Regions from separate parts of the Hordeum vulgare genome. Here region 2 is linked to region 1. A link is a contact called in public Hi-C data. All regions are on one chromosome and are shown on one strand. Each heading gives the region's core, a stretch centred on a gene start, on an enhancer-like site or on the middle of the called end of the contact. The rest is flanking DNA. Distances are from core to core; before and after follow the strand shown. Region 1 holds the start of LOC123396503. Region 2 holds the start of LOC123452791.

The links. Hi-C and Micro-C count contacts between places; a contact is called where the count stands out from the background.
Region 2: a Hi-C map of seedling shows a contact between it and region 1, with 4 times the contacts expected there. The contact joins the promoter of LOC123452791 here to the promoter of LOC123396503 in region 1. A contact is called at or near these places in 1 of 6 Hi-C or Micro-C datasets (seedling) and 1 of 1 datasets of contacts at active chromatin or transcription factors (embryo).

Annotation. Positions count from the first base shown.
Region 1 is chr5H:127,639,159-127,646,507 of MorexV3_pseudomolecules_assembly, reverse strand. It overlaps LOC123396503, which reads right to left and starts at 4,248. Exons shown (of 6, transcript XM_045091421.1): 1 at 3,614-4,248; 2 at 8-460. The coding sequence starts at 4,117.
Region 2 is chr5H:128,216,669-128,224,017 of MorexV3_pseudomolecules_assembly, reverse strand. It overlaps LOC123452791, which reads left to right and starts at 3,285. Exons shown (of 13, transcript XM_045129505.1): 1 at 3,285-3,619; 2 at 4,875-4,961; 3 at 5,575-5,661; 4 at 5,948-5,994; 5 at 6,069-6,126. The coding sequence starts at 4,889. It overlaps LOC123452790 (probable 2,3-bisphosphoglycerate-independent phosphoglycerate mutase), which reads right to left and starts at 3,109. Exons shown (of 5, transcript XM_045129503.1): 1 at 2,773-3,109; 2 at 1,342-1,487; 3 at 986-1,262; 4 at 250-522; 5 at 1-170. The coding sequence starts at 3,072.

The DNA.
Region 1 (7,349 bases), core at 2,999-5,498:
AAAATACCTTTTTCAAGCAGCGTGCCCATTTTTTACCATCCCAGTCAAACTGTGTCCGTAGCTGCATATTATCCACCGTCAGAACATCCACAGGTTCCACATCATCCATATCTGTCTTGCTATTCTTCAAGTTCACTACATACTTCTTGTTGATTTCAGAACCTAAAACGTCCAGTATAATACCAGGCCGCCAGCCACCTTCATGAAGGACCTCAACATGAGATGCATGAGAAAATCTGTACTTAGAATCCATATGCGTGATGGCGGGTGCTGGACGAATATATTGAGAACCTAGAATCTCAGTGGCCGATTCATCATCCTTTCCGATATGAATGTACTGTACTTGAAACTGTGTAGCACCAATCACTTTAAGAACAGTAGCTGGATTCCAGGATTCACCAAAGTTTCTTGCAATCACTTCTACTTCGTCTCCCTCACTGAACAAAGGATTCCCCTTGTCCTGCACACAACAAGAGTATTAAACTCCTCATTTCCTTCTTTATCATTATCGAGAAAACAATACCTTCTTTAATAAATGTTGAGAGAGAAAATCAGCTCTTCCCCACTTATAATCATTGTTTAATGTCAGTCAGCATGAAAATTCTCCACACGTGCGCATTTTGAATGACAATTTTGAAAGACCGAGATATTTAAATTAAAATATGGCAGTAAAACATATTCTAGAGATTCATCCTACAGCCACTTCAAGTTCAGGGCCGGTCCTAAGATTTTGGGGGCCCGGGGCGAAACTATAATCCGAGGCCCATTACAATAAATAATAAAATAAAAGTCAATTTTTCAGCGGCAATGGCTCTGTGCTGTTCTTTCCAGCGAGCTCGTGACGGTCATCTATCAGAGTAATTACACACCTCGCCTTAACACGAATCATCCAGAGCATGTATGAACGTTCACGCATTAAATATTCAACATGTATATATGAAAAATTATCAATAAACAGTTAAAGTGCGCCAAAACAATGCTCATATGAATAAAAACACACCTTCTGTAAATGCGTCATCACGGTGGCTTGTGGACTCTGTGCATATGTGCAGTCTCCTCTTGGCGACTCGGCATCTCATCTCTTAGTGTGGACTCGTGGGGGGTGACCATGGGAAATCTCAAAGTCACATGGCACCATACACATTCTGAGGGTTGGCTATCTTTTCTAGGGGAAAACTACGGTCAAGATTTGATTGTTTATCAATCATATTTGTTGAGCGAGTGTAATTCGTAAATTTGTGAGAAAGGATCCAACCATACCTTATGCGTCCTTCAGAAGTCAATCAAATTTGCATCTACCCAACTCCAATTATGACCTTCGTTCTTGAATCAAATCCAGAACAAAAAAAAAGATACTGTTGTTTCCTGCCATACCCCATCTTTTGTTTGATCCGCTGCTGCTCTACGACTACATGTGTCTTTCCTGAAACTTCATCACGAGTCATGAGAGCAAAAATAGATGTTAAGTTTTTCCATCCTCATCACATAACGGTGGTTGGGTGCGGGGTAATCAGGGAGGAAGGAGGGGTAGCGGCGTACTAATATGTCAGCGCTGGAAGAGCTACATGAACCGGACCATGAACTTGTCTCATGGATATACGTGCGGCATCGACGCGGGGGCACAGCCTAAAAGATCTGTTCCGTTCCGTTCGCTGGAATGACGTGATCTCGTCTAATCCCAGGATTTGCGGGAGGGATTAATTCCTTTCGCTGGAATAGAGCAATCTCATTGCCGCGTTCGTGTACGCGTCGCTTGTTGCTACCGTGACTTCGGGGGCTTTCTGACGGTTGGACCAAACAGTACAGACCTAGGTCAGGGCCCCTTTATTTTGGGGTCACGGAGCGGACGCCCCTCCCCCCCCCCCCCTCAGGGCCGGGCCTCTTCAAATATTCAACATATTAGCTCCATAAAACCTGGGCTGCTAAGATAAAGTCGGGCCCGGCCCTGAGGGGGGGCGGGAGGGGCGGCCGCCCCGGGCCCCCAAAATAAAGGGGCTCCGACCTGGGCCTGTACTGCTTGGTCCAACCGTCAGAAAGCTCCCGAAGTCACCCGAAGTCACGTTAGCAACAAGCGACGCATACACGAACGCGGCAATGAGATTGCTCTATTCCAGCGAAAGGAATTAATCCCTCCCGCAAATCCTGGGATTAGACGAGATCACGGGGGCGGCCGCCCCGGGCCCCCAAAATAAAGGGGCCCCGACCTGGGCCTGTACTGCTTGGTCCAACCGTCAGAAAGCCCCCGAAGTCACGTTAGCAACAAGCGACGCAGACACGAACGTGGCAATGAGATTGCTCTATTCCAGAGAAAGGAATTAATCCCTCCCGCAAATCCTTGGATTAGACGAGATCACGTCATTCCAGCGAACGGAACGGAACAGATCTTTTAGGCTGTGCCCCCGCGTCGATGCCGCACGTATATCCATGAGACAAGTTCATGGTCCGGTTCATGTAGCTCTTCCAGCGCTGACATATTAGTACGCCGCTACCCCTGCTTCCTCCCTGCTTACCCCGCACCCAACCACCGTTATGTGATGAGAATGGAAAAACTTAACATCTATTTTTGTTCTCATGACTCGTGATGTAGTTTCAATGTAGTCGTAGAGCAGCAGCGAATCAAACAAAAGATGGGGCATGGCAGGAGACAACAGTATCTTTATTTTATTTTTGTTCTGGATTTGATTCAAGAACGAAGGTCATAATTGGAGTTGGGTAGATGCAAATTTGATTGACTTCTGAAGAACGCATAAGGTATGGTTGGATCCTTTCTCACAAATTTACGAATTACACTCGCTCAACAAATATGATTGATAAACAATCAAATCTTGACCATAGTTTTCCCCAGAAAAGATAGCCAACCCTCAGAATGTGTATGGTGCCATGTGACTTTGAGATTTCCCATGGTCACCCCCCACGGGTCCACACTAAGAGATGAGATGCCGAGTCGCCAAGAGGAGACTGCACATATGCACAGCGTCCACAAGCCACCGTGATGACGCATTTACAGAAGGTGTGTTTTTATTCATATGAGCATTGTTTTGGCGTATTTTAACTGTTTATTGATAATTTTTCATATATACATGTTGAATATTTAATGCGTGAACGTTCATACATGCTCTGGATGATTCGTGTTAAGGCGAGGTGCGTAATTACTCTGATAGATGACCATCACGAACTCGCTTGAAAGAACAGCACAGAGCCATTGCTGCTGAAAAATTGACTTTTATTTTATTATTTGTTGTAATGGGCCTCGGATTATAGTTTCGCCCCGGGCCCGGCCCTGTATGTGCAGTGCACCATGCAAGTTCCTTTATTTATTTCCATATAAATTTAATTTTAAATGTTTCAAAAATAGATATAATTCGGCCAAGAGAGTTGAGATAATTTATAAAGGACGGAGGCTCATGTTTTTTTTTTCTGAGACAATCATGCTTAAATAATTTGGTAGAAAATGAAAATGCTGCATGCAGCAATCCATTTGGGCCAGCTAACCACAAAAGCAAAGAAAACAACGCATTTGGAATGTATGTATCCACAGCCAACAATTCCAACAATAACAATCGAACAGATCGACCCAAAGATTGTGTAACCGAGGGAGCCTCAGCCAACTTACCACCTCTGCAGCCGGGACCCACCGCCCACCCTCGAACACGCGGCGCGGCCGCAGATCCGTCTCCTGGAACTGCAGCGTCTCCCGTGATGTGGGGAACGTTACCCTGTACGCCCTCCGCCGGCGATCTCCTGTCACCGGAGGCGGGACAACGGCGGCGACCACGCCGTCCCACCACCCGTCGCTGTGGAATGCCTCCACCATCTCGTGAATCGCGAACTCCCTTTCCACGGGCGGTGGCCGGGGCCGAACGTCGGTGGCGGCTGCGGTCTCCCTGAGCGGCTCCCCGTCGTCGCCCAGGAGAGTGGAGTAGGCCACCGTGTAGCGCCGGCGGCGGCCTTCGGAGAGCAGGTGGCCGGCGACGGTGGCCTCGTAGAAGGAGCCGGCGAAGCCGAGGTCGTCGCTGCGCACCTCCACCTCCGCGCCGATCGGCATCATGAAGGCCTCGTCCTCTGACGACTCGGAGGGCGTCGGAGGGCGCCTCCTGGGACGGCCGCGCCGCCCCATGGGAGCTGCCTAGCTGCTTTGGTCCCCGTGGGTTCTTGGGAGTGTGCGAGGGTCTGAGCGAGAAGGGTGGCGGAGGCGACGATGGGGGGAGTGGGGGTTTCGTGCTGGTTGGTGAGAGCGACTCGACTTCCGAGGCGCCATGTGGGGTGGTGCTACACTGCTACTGACGCGTGGCGACCTCCCCCACCCGCCACTACGCATGTTTGACCCTAGAACCAACTCATACATGGCTCCCGTCCCCCTCCTCCACCCCTCCGTTGCCCTCACGGCGGCCGAAGCCCAGATCTCTCCCCCCCAGCCCAAACCACCGCTCTCCTGCCGACCACGCCTCGGTCCTGCAGCTGCTGGTCTCCCCACCAGCCTGTCTCTCGTCGGTCTCTCCTTGCCCGCGAGCAGGCGTCGCAGCAGCTGGGATCTCTCTGCCGGGATCGATTCAATGCCGGATCCCGCCGCCTGCACATGTATCTTCCCCTTTCCAGCCTCCGGCAGCGCTGCCCTCTGCGGCTGCCTGTGCCCCCCCACCCCCCCCCCCTCCTCGGCCCAGACTGCGTTCCCTGCTCGTGGTGCCCGAGGGGAGGGAGACGCAGTCCTCGTCCGTCGCGCCTCCTCGCCCGCAGCTGCAATCCCTTATTGTGGCTCCTGGATCCACACCTCGCGCCAGCGCCCAGTCCTTTTCTGCCGACGATGCTGCCGATCCGTCGATGGATTGGAACCTGGTGCGTTCCAGGAAGGAGAAGAGGGTGATGAAGGCTACCTCTTCTGGAGATCTGCATCGACAACGACGCGCTCCGCCTTCTGACCGCGTGGCTCTGCAGCAGCACCTTGCATTCAAAGCCCGATTCAATGGCCGCTGCTTCCGGTGCCTTTCAAAGCGCCATCGCCTAGCATCCTGCCGTGACCCCATCCGTTGCATCCGTTGCAAGGGTTCAGGCCATCTTGCGCGCTCCTGCACCTCCAAGCTCCATTCCCAGCTGCAACCTCCCACCCGTAGTCTACCACAGCATCCTCCCCCACCGCAGGCGAACCCAGCCGCCTGGCCCGCTCTGCCTATGAGGCCCGGTCTGATGGAGTTCACACCTGGCCTTGCCTCCCGTCGGCCGGAGCGTTCGTCCTGCATCGTGGTGAGCTCGCCGGAGATGGAGGCCGATGCCTATCACCTGCGTCGCTCGGCGCTCACGACCACTGTTCCTGACGCCAGGGTCGACCTCAACACTGCCCTGGTCGTCGTGGCGCTCGAGAAGGCGCTCGACATCCCACGCGACACCATCCAAGTGGCCTCGGCGCATCCTGAAGATTACCTGATTCGGTTCGCGGAGCCCTTCCAGCGTGACCTGGCCCTCGAGCGTGGCTATGTTCGTGTTGATGGCATCCGGCTGCAACTCGAGCAGTGGGAACCGGCGCCGGCTGGCACCATTCGCAGCCTCCGGTTCTACTGCCGACTCGCAATTTCCGGGATCAAGTTCCATGCTTGGCGTCTGGATGTGGTGAAGAAGCTCCTGGGTGGCTCCTGCATCGTCGACCGAATGGAGCGGCAGACCGAGCGCCTTCAGAATGTCACTGCCTTCTTCGTATGGGTATGGACGGAGAACCCAGACTACATCCCCAAGGCGGCTGATCTCACCATTGTTGAGCGTGCCGGGGACGGCCGCAACAGACACCAGCTGCCGGATGGTGTGCCGGCCGAGGAGGGACGGCAGGGACCGATGACTGGAGTCCTCATCCACCTAGTCCTGGCCAAGGACTACTCCCATGTCGCCTCCGACGCTCCACCACGCCAGAGTACCCGCGCATCTACACCTACAATGTGCAGATCGGCATCATGGACGGGCGTGTTGTCCCACCTAGGCATCCTTCCGATGCTAGCTCCTCGCGCCTCCCTCGACGGCGGGATGATGATGATGCTGATGACGAAGGGCAGGGCCGGCAGCGTCGTCGCCGCGCCGGAAAGCGCCGCTCCCTCTGGCAGTCCGTCGTTGAGCAAGCCCAATGTCGCGACACTGCACGGTTCGACCCTGTGCCGCGCCGTGGTGGACGTCACGGGGAGCGCTGGGGCGAGCGGCGGCTCGCCACCGGGCACCTAGCCGCTCCTCGGACAGGGATAGCAGATGGTTCACCTCTCCAAGCCCGCCACCAGCTCCACGTCAGGCAGCATCTGCTTCCTCCTACACTGCGATCCCTGCCGGCTCTGTGCGTCGGCCTCCCTCGCGTCGCTCTGGGCATGACTCTGAAGACTCCCGCTCCATAGAGACGATGATGGGTCATGGCTACAGCGGCCAGGCGGCCGCAACTGCAGGCAGTCCCGTTTGTTCCCCTGCTGCTGCCCAGCTCCCATCCTCAAGCCGGGCCGAACCGGATGCCAGACTAAGCCTGGAGCGCATCTCCTCCGGAGAACGTTGGAAGGGCGCAACTGCTACCTCCGCAGCTCTGTTGCCATTAGAAGAAGTTCTGGTTGCTGCCTCTAGCAGCAGGTCTCAGCAGTTTTGTTTTCCTATGAGGCCATCCTCTGAAGATGCCGGGCTACACGGCAGCATGCTATTTTCTTTTGGGGGCCTGGGAATCTCTCCTCCAGCCAACAATCATCTGTTGCACCGTATAAATGAAGAACAGTCCACAGCCATTATGCCTGAGCCTTTCAACCCTGTTGTTCATCTTCCTGGAAATGAGTGGGTCACTAACAGAAGCGTTGCAGCGACGGTCTCCTGGGATCGCCTCGCGGATGCAAGCTCTGCACAGGATGCCTGCTTCCACAACGGAGGCCCAGATGCGGTGCCGCTCAACAGCTCGGAAGCGTTCGTGGCCAGGACACCGGCAATAGATTTCTCTGCCCTGCAAGGAGCTCCTCCTATCATGCCACCTGAGGTTAACTTTGGACCTGGAGTTCAGCTGGAGCGTGCTGGCTCAGATAGAAACCAAATGCAAAATGTGGCCCAGGGCAGAGAGATTGTCAATGCAATCATCTCTCGCGTGGCCTCCCTGCCTTCAGAGAAGCAGCACTGATTTATAGAGCGAGTGGTTGATCTACTCTCACCCTCATTGTTGGGAGCACCAGCAAAATCAGATCCAACACCGGGACAGGCCAGAAAGAAACTGTTCGCCTCCATGACTAAGATGACCAAGAGCACCAAAGCGCGCGCTGCCAGTTCATCTTTCATGGCCTCCAGGAAGTCACAAGCAAGATTCTGCGTCCGCCTTGGTCTGATAAAAGATATCAGCGAATTTAACGAAGAAACCC
Region 2 (7,349 bases), core at 2,036-4,535, 580 kb before region 1:
TACTCAACAGGAGTAGAGTGGTCTCCAGTGACACAGAGGAAGTACTGGTAGTGCCCTGACTTCTCAGCTTCCCACAGGAGTCTTGCAAGCTGACCAATTGCCTGGTCGACAGCTTCCAGACCTCGCACCTTTAACTTGACAGCCTTATCATGGCCAGCATCGTCAATAGCCTGCATTAACGTTATAATACAAACTATCAGCATCACACACTTAATGCTAATTTTAAAGAGAGCCTATATTTATTTTAACCTTGATGTGCAAGAAACCAAAGTCGTATCCATTTTCTCTTCCGCCTTTATATTCATCCTCTCCAGGCACAAAAACGCAAGGTGGCGTTTCTAGAGGAGCAGAGAGTGCCTTGGCTATAGCTTTTGCCTTGGAAGTTAAGAGAGTTCTATAATCTCCAGTTGCTCCAGGTGCTTCAAGGATATCAATGCCCAGTGACAGCCCCAGCCCAGCTATGATCTTGGTAGGAGCTACCATGCATGGTGTGAGTCCATGCTTGGTTTCGAAGGGAGGTACCTAGTATAGAACATGTTAAATCATAACCAGGGAACTCTTGCATGCTTTAGATGGGAAACTCTTATGCTTTGCAGGAGTAATCTCCAGTAGATTTGGAAGAGCCAATGCAGATGTTGGCCAAAAGTGTGTCCCGATGTGTTATGATGGCAAGATTCCCTAAGCTTAAGTTGGTAAAAATTCAACATCAGAATTCAAGAATCAGATCAGGGTTATAACTTATTTTGTTGGGATTGAACCATGGTACTCGAAAGCAAAGCGCATTGTGCATATCTTTCCGAACCTATCTCTCGTTTTGATATTGCTACCTCCAGAGAGTTGCGCTGCTTCTGCAATTCCAATTATATCAGTACTTCACTTAATGTACTCCTATTTATTACTCCTGGAATTATCTATTTATCAGGACAGATAACACCCCATTCCAGGGAATTAGTAACCGTACCAGAAAAATATCGAGTTCACTGACCTCAATCCGGATACCACAGCCTCGCAATAGCACAACATTAGCAATATTCTTCCCTTCATCTGCACGCTTTGCATTGATGGGTTGAGAAACCAGTATACGTGTGATCTCCTTAGAGAGCTCGTTAACCACAGCTGCAGTGTTTTTAGCTTCTTCTGAATCATCCAAAGGTTTAGCTTTCAGATGCAAGCGGTTGTCTTTCAACGGATCAGTTCCGGAAATGTTTCCACTTAGCCTTGGTCCTTTCACAACCACACCGCATCTGTGCTCAGTAGCATACCTGTAGAAAGAGGTGTAAATTATGGTACTAGGAAAAAGAATAACAACGCATTAATGCTCAGTATGAATAGGTGGTGCACCTGACTCTCACTTCATATTCAGGAAACGATGGGAGCTTCATCCCATCTAATGCTGCACAGAGGATTGGGCCTTCCTCTTCAAAGTGCCTATCCGCCCTCCTGCTGACAATAACCCCCGTGCTTTCGTCCAATGTAGCAAAGTTCGACTGTGTGCGCAAATAATTCAGCAAAGGGAAACAATACATTCATCGGTTCAGACATAGCATTTGCATGGCTTAAAAAGTACTCCCTCCGTAAAGAAATACTCCCCCCGTTCCTAAATATTTGTCTTTTAGAGATTCTATGTTGTCTCAACATAGCCGGTCCCAAGCCCGGGTAAAGGAGGAGGGTTGTGACAGGCTTGGGGAGCCAACGTCAAAACTCAGCCACTCTTATGGAGATGAAACCCAAAAGATTTTCGTTGGGGCGTAACCCTCTCAGTGACGCGCCATATCGGAACCCGGGTGTGGTGGAAAATGGGCAAGGGCCGGGCCGTCACCCCCCAGGTGGCGCGCCGTATCGTGATCTGAATACGGTCGCAAGTGAGCAAGGATCGGGTCGTCGCATCCTTAGTGGCGCGCTACATCGGCGCTCGGGTGTAGTGAAAAATGAGTAAGGGTCTTCGCATTTGACTCGAGGAGTGCGAAGGGTAAGGAAGCTAGCCGAGCCTAGGAGGATTCGCTTAGGTAGCTGGAACGTAGGGTCTCTGACAGGTAAACTTCGGGAGGTAGTTGATACAGTGGTGAGGAGAGGCGTTGATGTCCTTTGCATCCAAGAGACCAAATGGAGGGGACAGAAGGCGAAGCAGGTGGAGGGTACCAGCTTCAAGCTGTGGTACACGGGGACGGTTGCAAACAGAAATGGAGTAGGCATCTTGATCAGCAAGAGCATGGAGTGGTAGACGTCAAGAGACGTGGGGACCGGATTATCCTGGTCAAGCTGGTAGTTGAGGACTTAGTTTTCATGTTATCAGTGCGTATGCTCCGCAAGTAGGGCACAATGAGAACACCAAGAGGGAGTTCTGGGAAGGCTTGCTATCCATGTGCCAGAACCATGAGTTGATCGCGAGATCTTATGGGTTTCACCTCTAGCCTACCCCAACTTGTTTGGGACTAAAGGCTTTGTTGTTGTTGTTGTTGTGGAGAGAGTAGTATAGGAGAGTTTAGATCACTGAAGTAGTGATCTAAAGAGGAATTACCAGTCTATGATCTGGGGCATTATTAACCAAGGGAAATACGTAGTATGTAAAAGTCTAAAAAGAAAGGGCTCCAGTTTAGTGAAGGAATTACAAGACCAGTCAATGATCTGAACCATTAGCAGTAAACTAGCTAGAAATACTGTATGAACTAAAATCTATAACTAATTAGAAATACTAAGGCACAAGAGCGTAGTAAGGCTGATCTACCTGCTATAAGAAGTAAGAAATGTAATCAAGTGTCGCTAGAACCAGACCTTGAAGGCGATGTCGCCCGGGGCCATGGCGAGGCCGGCGCCCATGGACTCGAACGCGCCGCGGCCGCGGTAGTATACGCGGGGATCGTACCCGAGGAGGGAGAGGTGCGCCGTGTCGCTGCCGCAGGCGAGCCCGGGCTCCACGGGGTCCATGAGCCCGACCACCCCAGCCGCCGCCACAGCGTCCAGCCGCGGTGCCGCCGCCGCCTCCAGCGGTGTACGCCCGCCGAGGGACGGGATGGTCACGTCCCCTATCCCGTCCACCAGCACGAACGCCACCCTGCTCCTCGCCTCCGCCATCGCCGCCGCAAAGATGCCGCCCTCTTTTGCTTTCCCCTCCTCCCCTCGCTGCCGCGGCGGGCAGCTAAGCGGCGAGAGGAGCTGGCTGGGTCGGACCAGGTACGGTTGGATCCGGACCCGGACCCGGACCAGGCGTCCGACCCGGTCGGTTCGCTCGTTACAAGAAGCGACCAAGCCCGAACGCCTCCGCCCCAAATCTCCAAACGCTTGGCGCTCGCTTCGCCTTCGTTCGCCTATTCCCCTTCCCCTCGCCGCCGGCGATCGCCGGGATCCTCCGCCGAGCGTAGGAGATCTCTCCACGCCACCTAGCCGCTTCTCCTGCGTCTTCCTCCGCCTCTGCCTCACTTTTTTCGCGCTCTTGTAGTCGCGGAATTTGGCATGTGACAAGTGGGTTTGCGCGGGGAAGGAGGCGCCCGCCGGCGAACAGTCCTGCCGGCGGAGACGCCTGCGGCGCAAGAGAGCCGCCGATTGACACCGAGATTTCCCCCCTAATTTTGCCTGCATTTTTTTGAGGACTCGGCGTCCTCAAGGAATTCGGCTATTGCAGGTGAGACACTTGTAAAGTTAAAAGCAAATTTCCCGTGTGGTTCTTACCGGGTCAGTTCGTCAAAATTTTAGTGGTAATTCGATCTAGCTTCGTGATTGGTTTTAGTGAAGCCCTGACTTGTGAAACAAGTTTTTGATATTCCTATAGAGTTTTTTTATTCGGAAATTGATCTCAAATTTGAAATGCATTAGCGACTAGTGGAATGATCATAGGTGTGTGATGTTCAGATTGTCACATTGTAAAGGACAGTAGGACACTGTATCGTGTGCTTGGCCTGCTAGTTGTGCACTTATTGTTGTTTGAAACGCTCAAATGTAGTTTGATCTGAATGTAGGAGAGGACGTAATGGTTGGGAGATCAAACTTGCGTTCGGGGCACACATTTTAGGATTTCATTAGATTTGCCGCAACGTGAGAAGCTGGACGGGGAATGTCAATGTGACATCGGTTCAATTCTATGTTTTTGGTCTTTTTTACAGTTTTGGTTTAACTCTCAGGAGTGTGAAAAGATTGAGGCCACACATGCAAATGGAACTTACGCAAAACTGGCCGATAAGTTGGCCAGGTGTCAGGGTATTGAGTTAACAATACTATATTCACAATGAAATTGCAAATTGCAATTTCATGGTGATACTTAAGAGAGCTTGGAGTTTGAACTGTCAGTGTAGGTCTGATTATTTTTGTTCATTGTTTACCTTGAATATTTAGGGTTGGGTTTAATTTCGTTTTATAAATGTTCAGAAAAACATTCTCTCGAAACAGGCTTCCGCCCCACTTTATATATAAAGGAATCACCGAACCAAGTACACAGCCGAACGATACAGGGTGTTGAGGTAGCCCTCATACAATCACCGAAAAACATTGACATGTTGAATTGTGGACGTCAGCAACTTCTGGTCCCAAATGTTTTCTAGTTTGTTTCTAGTTATGAAATGCAAGCTGGAGCATCAAGACTGATGCATTGCCCAGCGCTCATGTTGTATATTAGCTTCACTTGTGTTGTTGAAATTTCCCATTGGATTTGTTCATGAATCGGTGGCACATGGGACACCACATACCGGTGACACATGCTGTGCATCTGTTTTCTCCATGGTGACTAAATGCTGGAAAGACAATGACCAGGCATATAATCCAACCACAAGTTTTGAATTGGTGAACGCATTGCAAAGTTTCTTGCAACATGATATCACCCAAGTCCAAATTTAGATGTTTGAATAATTTTTTAACTAATATCATGTGCATTTGGTTTAATGTAGGTTGCTATTACAAAATGGTCTGCATGGCTGGACATTTTAAAATGGCTTCTGTGCTGAAGCTAATGATGGAAAATCATGCCACACCTGGTAATACACTACTCCCTCTGTTCACTTTTTTAAGACATTGTAGACATTTCAGACAGCGTGCAAAACAGCTCGATTTCAGTTGTCTGAAACGACTTATAAAAGTGAACGGAGGGAGTATAACAAATGAGCTTCCATTTAGTTTATTCTCTTGATTTTATTGGTGGATCCCCATATCCACCAGAGTAAAACCAATAGTATTGGTATTATAAAATTCAGGTCATGGTGCTTTTACAACTGTTTTCTTAATTGCTAGACTACCGGGTTATGTATATAATATAGAAGTCAACATGACTTCAGTCTCCAATATAAGTTTCCATTTTCACGAATACCTGTAACTTGTATGCTTATTATGTCTCTGTTTACATTATCTCTATTTGGAGGTAGTGTAATGACCTTAGACATTTCACCATCTGCATGCAAGGTTATATTTTTTAATCATATTTGGGGAACCGAATTTCGATTACTTGCCTTGCATATTTCATTTTTCTGGATTTTTTAAACATAGCTCCCATGAGAGAATAAATAAATGCTCATTGTTAGAAAAACACATATGCCTTGTACCTTCTGGGTATTTGAGAACGAAAATAAGATCTCCCCCCTGACATTTTGGCAGATGAGGTGATTAATGAGAAGAGTGCTTCACATATCCTACAGAAGCAACTTCTTAGCGCACATGAACCAAATTTGCTTGATGAAGATGGTAAGTTCTTCCATTTCTTGAACCAGGAGATCACAGACTCACACACTGACATTAGAACTTCTGCCTGCCTTTATCAGTGGCACTCTTTTTCTAGCAACCATTTTTATTACTCAGTTTTCTCTGATGTGTATTTTATTTGATAACTGATTTATCAGTTTTTCTCAGTTTGTTTCTCGGCTCATATACTGCATGTCATGTTTATTTGTGACATACAGTGCCATTATATTATAATTCACATTGTAAAGTTATCAGTTGACGCCACAATTTATCATTTAGTTATGTGCAGATATGCATATATTTGGATCAAAACCTATGGCTGATCCATTGGACCTGGTATTTTTTGATAAACCTAGATTCTCCCTTTTTCATTTTCTGCTTCCAATTTGAGCTGACATCTTATATTGAAGGTCCACTGTGATACATGCCAGAAGCCTGTTAAGGCCAGCCATTATGCACCTCATGCAGGTATTGTTCAACACGTTACACCAAACACTGTTTTGGTGTAATTTAGTCCATAAATGCTGCAAACATCTACTCCCTCCATCCCATATTAAGTGTCGCTCAGACGGGTGTATCTTTTTCTTTTTGAACCGGGCATCGCTCCTTTCCATTAACTGAATAACGGAAATACAACAGTTCCAACCCAAACGAGACTAGAAGGAAACAGGAAAGGGGAGAGCGAGTTCAGCACCGCCGGGAAACACACTGGAGGTGCGTGTCATCGATATGCCCACCATGCTCAAAATCTAAAGCTATCCTACCAGGGAAAGACTATCACCGCTCACAGAGGGAGCACGATTCAACAGCCAGGCACCCACACAGGGGGCAAACACGACGCAAATAACTACCCAAAAGGACAACCGAGGCGTGCTGGGGATCAATCTTCAGTTCATTGCAGTATCCTCCTGGGCTGCCGCGCAGATTCACATCATATTCGTAGCATTGTACCTGAGCATCAGCGCCCCACACCGCACTGCAGCTTGGCCATCATTCTTCAGTAAACCTGCCCAGTAATCGAGGAAAAAACATGAAGAGAACACCACCTCAAAAGGGGGACTTAGGAAGTTTAAACTCGAAGGTGCCTCGATTGCAGCAATTCCAAATGGCCCAGCAGACTGCCGCAAGACCGAAGGTGTAAAACTTGCTACCATCAGGCAAGAAAGTATAACACCATGAGTAAAACTGCCATAAACTGTTACGGTACATGTCAGTGGCCAACACAGAACCCACCGTCCTCCAAACGACCCTAGCGATAGGGCACAGGGGAAAAAGGTGCTGAGAGGTCTCTCTCTCGTTACAAAATGAGCAGCGATGATTTCCCACCCAATTCCTCCTGCTCATGACATCCCTGGTCAACACTGAAGATTTGGATTTTAGAAGGGATCCCGTCTTTCCAGATCCATTTAAAATCACAGCCCGCAATATTTCTTTCAAGTACTCATACACTGACTTGGTAGTAAATCTGTGCTTATGCCCCAAAGCCCACACAATCTTATCAGGATCGTTCGACAAACCCAACCCAGCAACGAAAGAACTAGCTCCTCCCATTGAAACACTAGAGTAGGACACAGACGCCTCCTGAAGAGGGTACTAGTGCTGATGTTATGCCACTGGTCCATAGTGATATTTTGCATGTTGCAAATGCTGAACAGTTGAGGGAATTTAGAATGCAAGGGCTGATTCCCCTT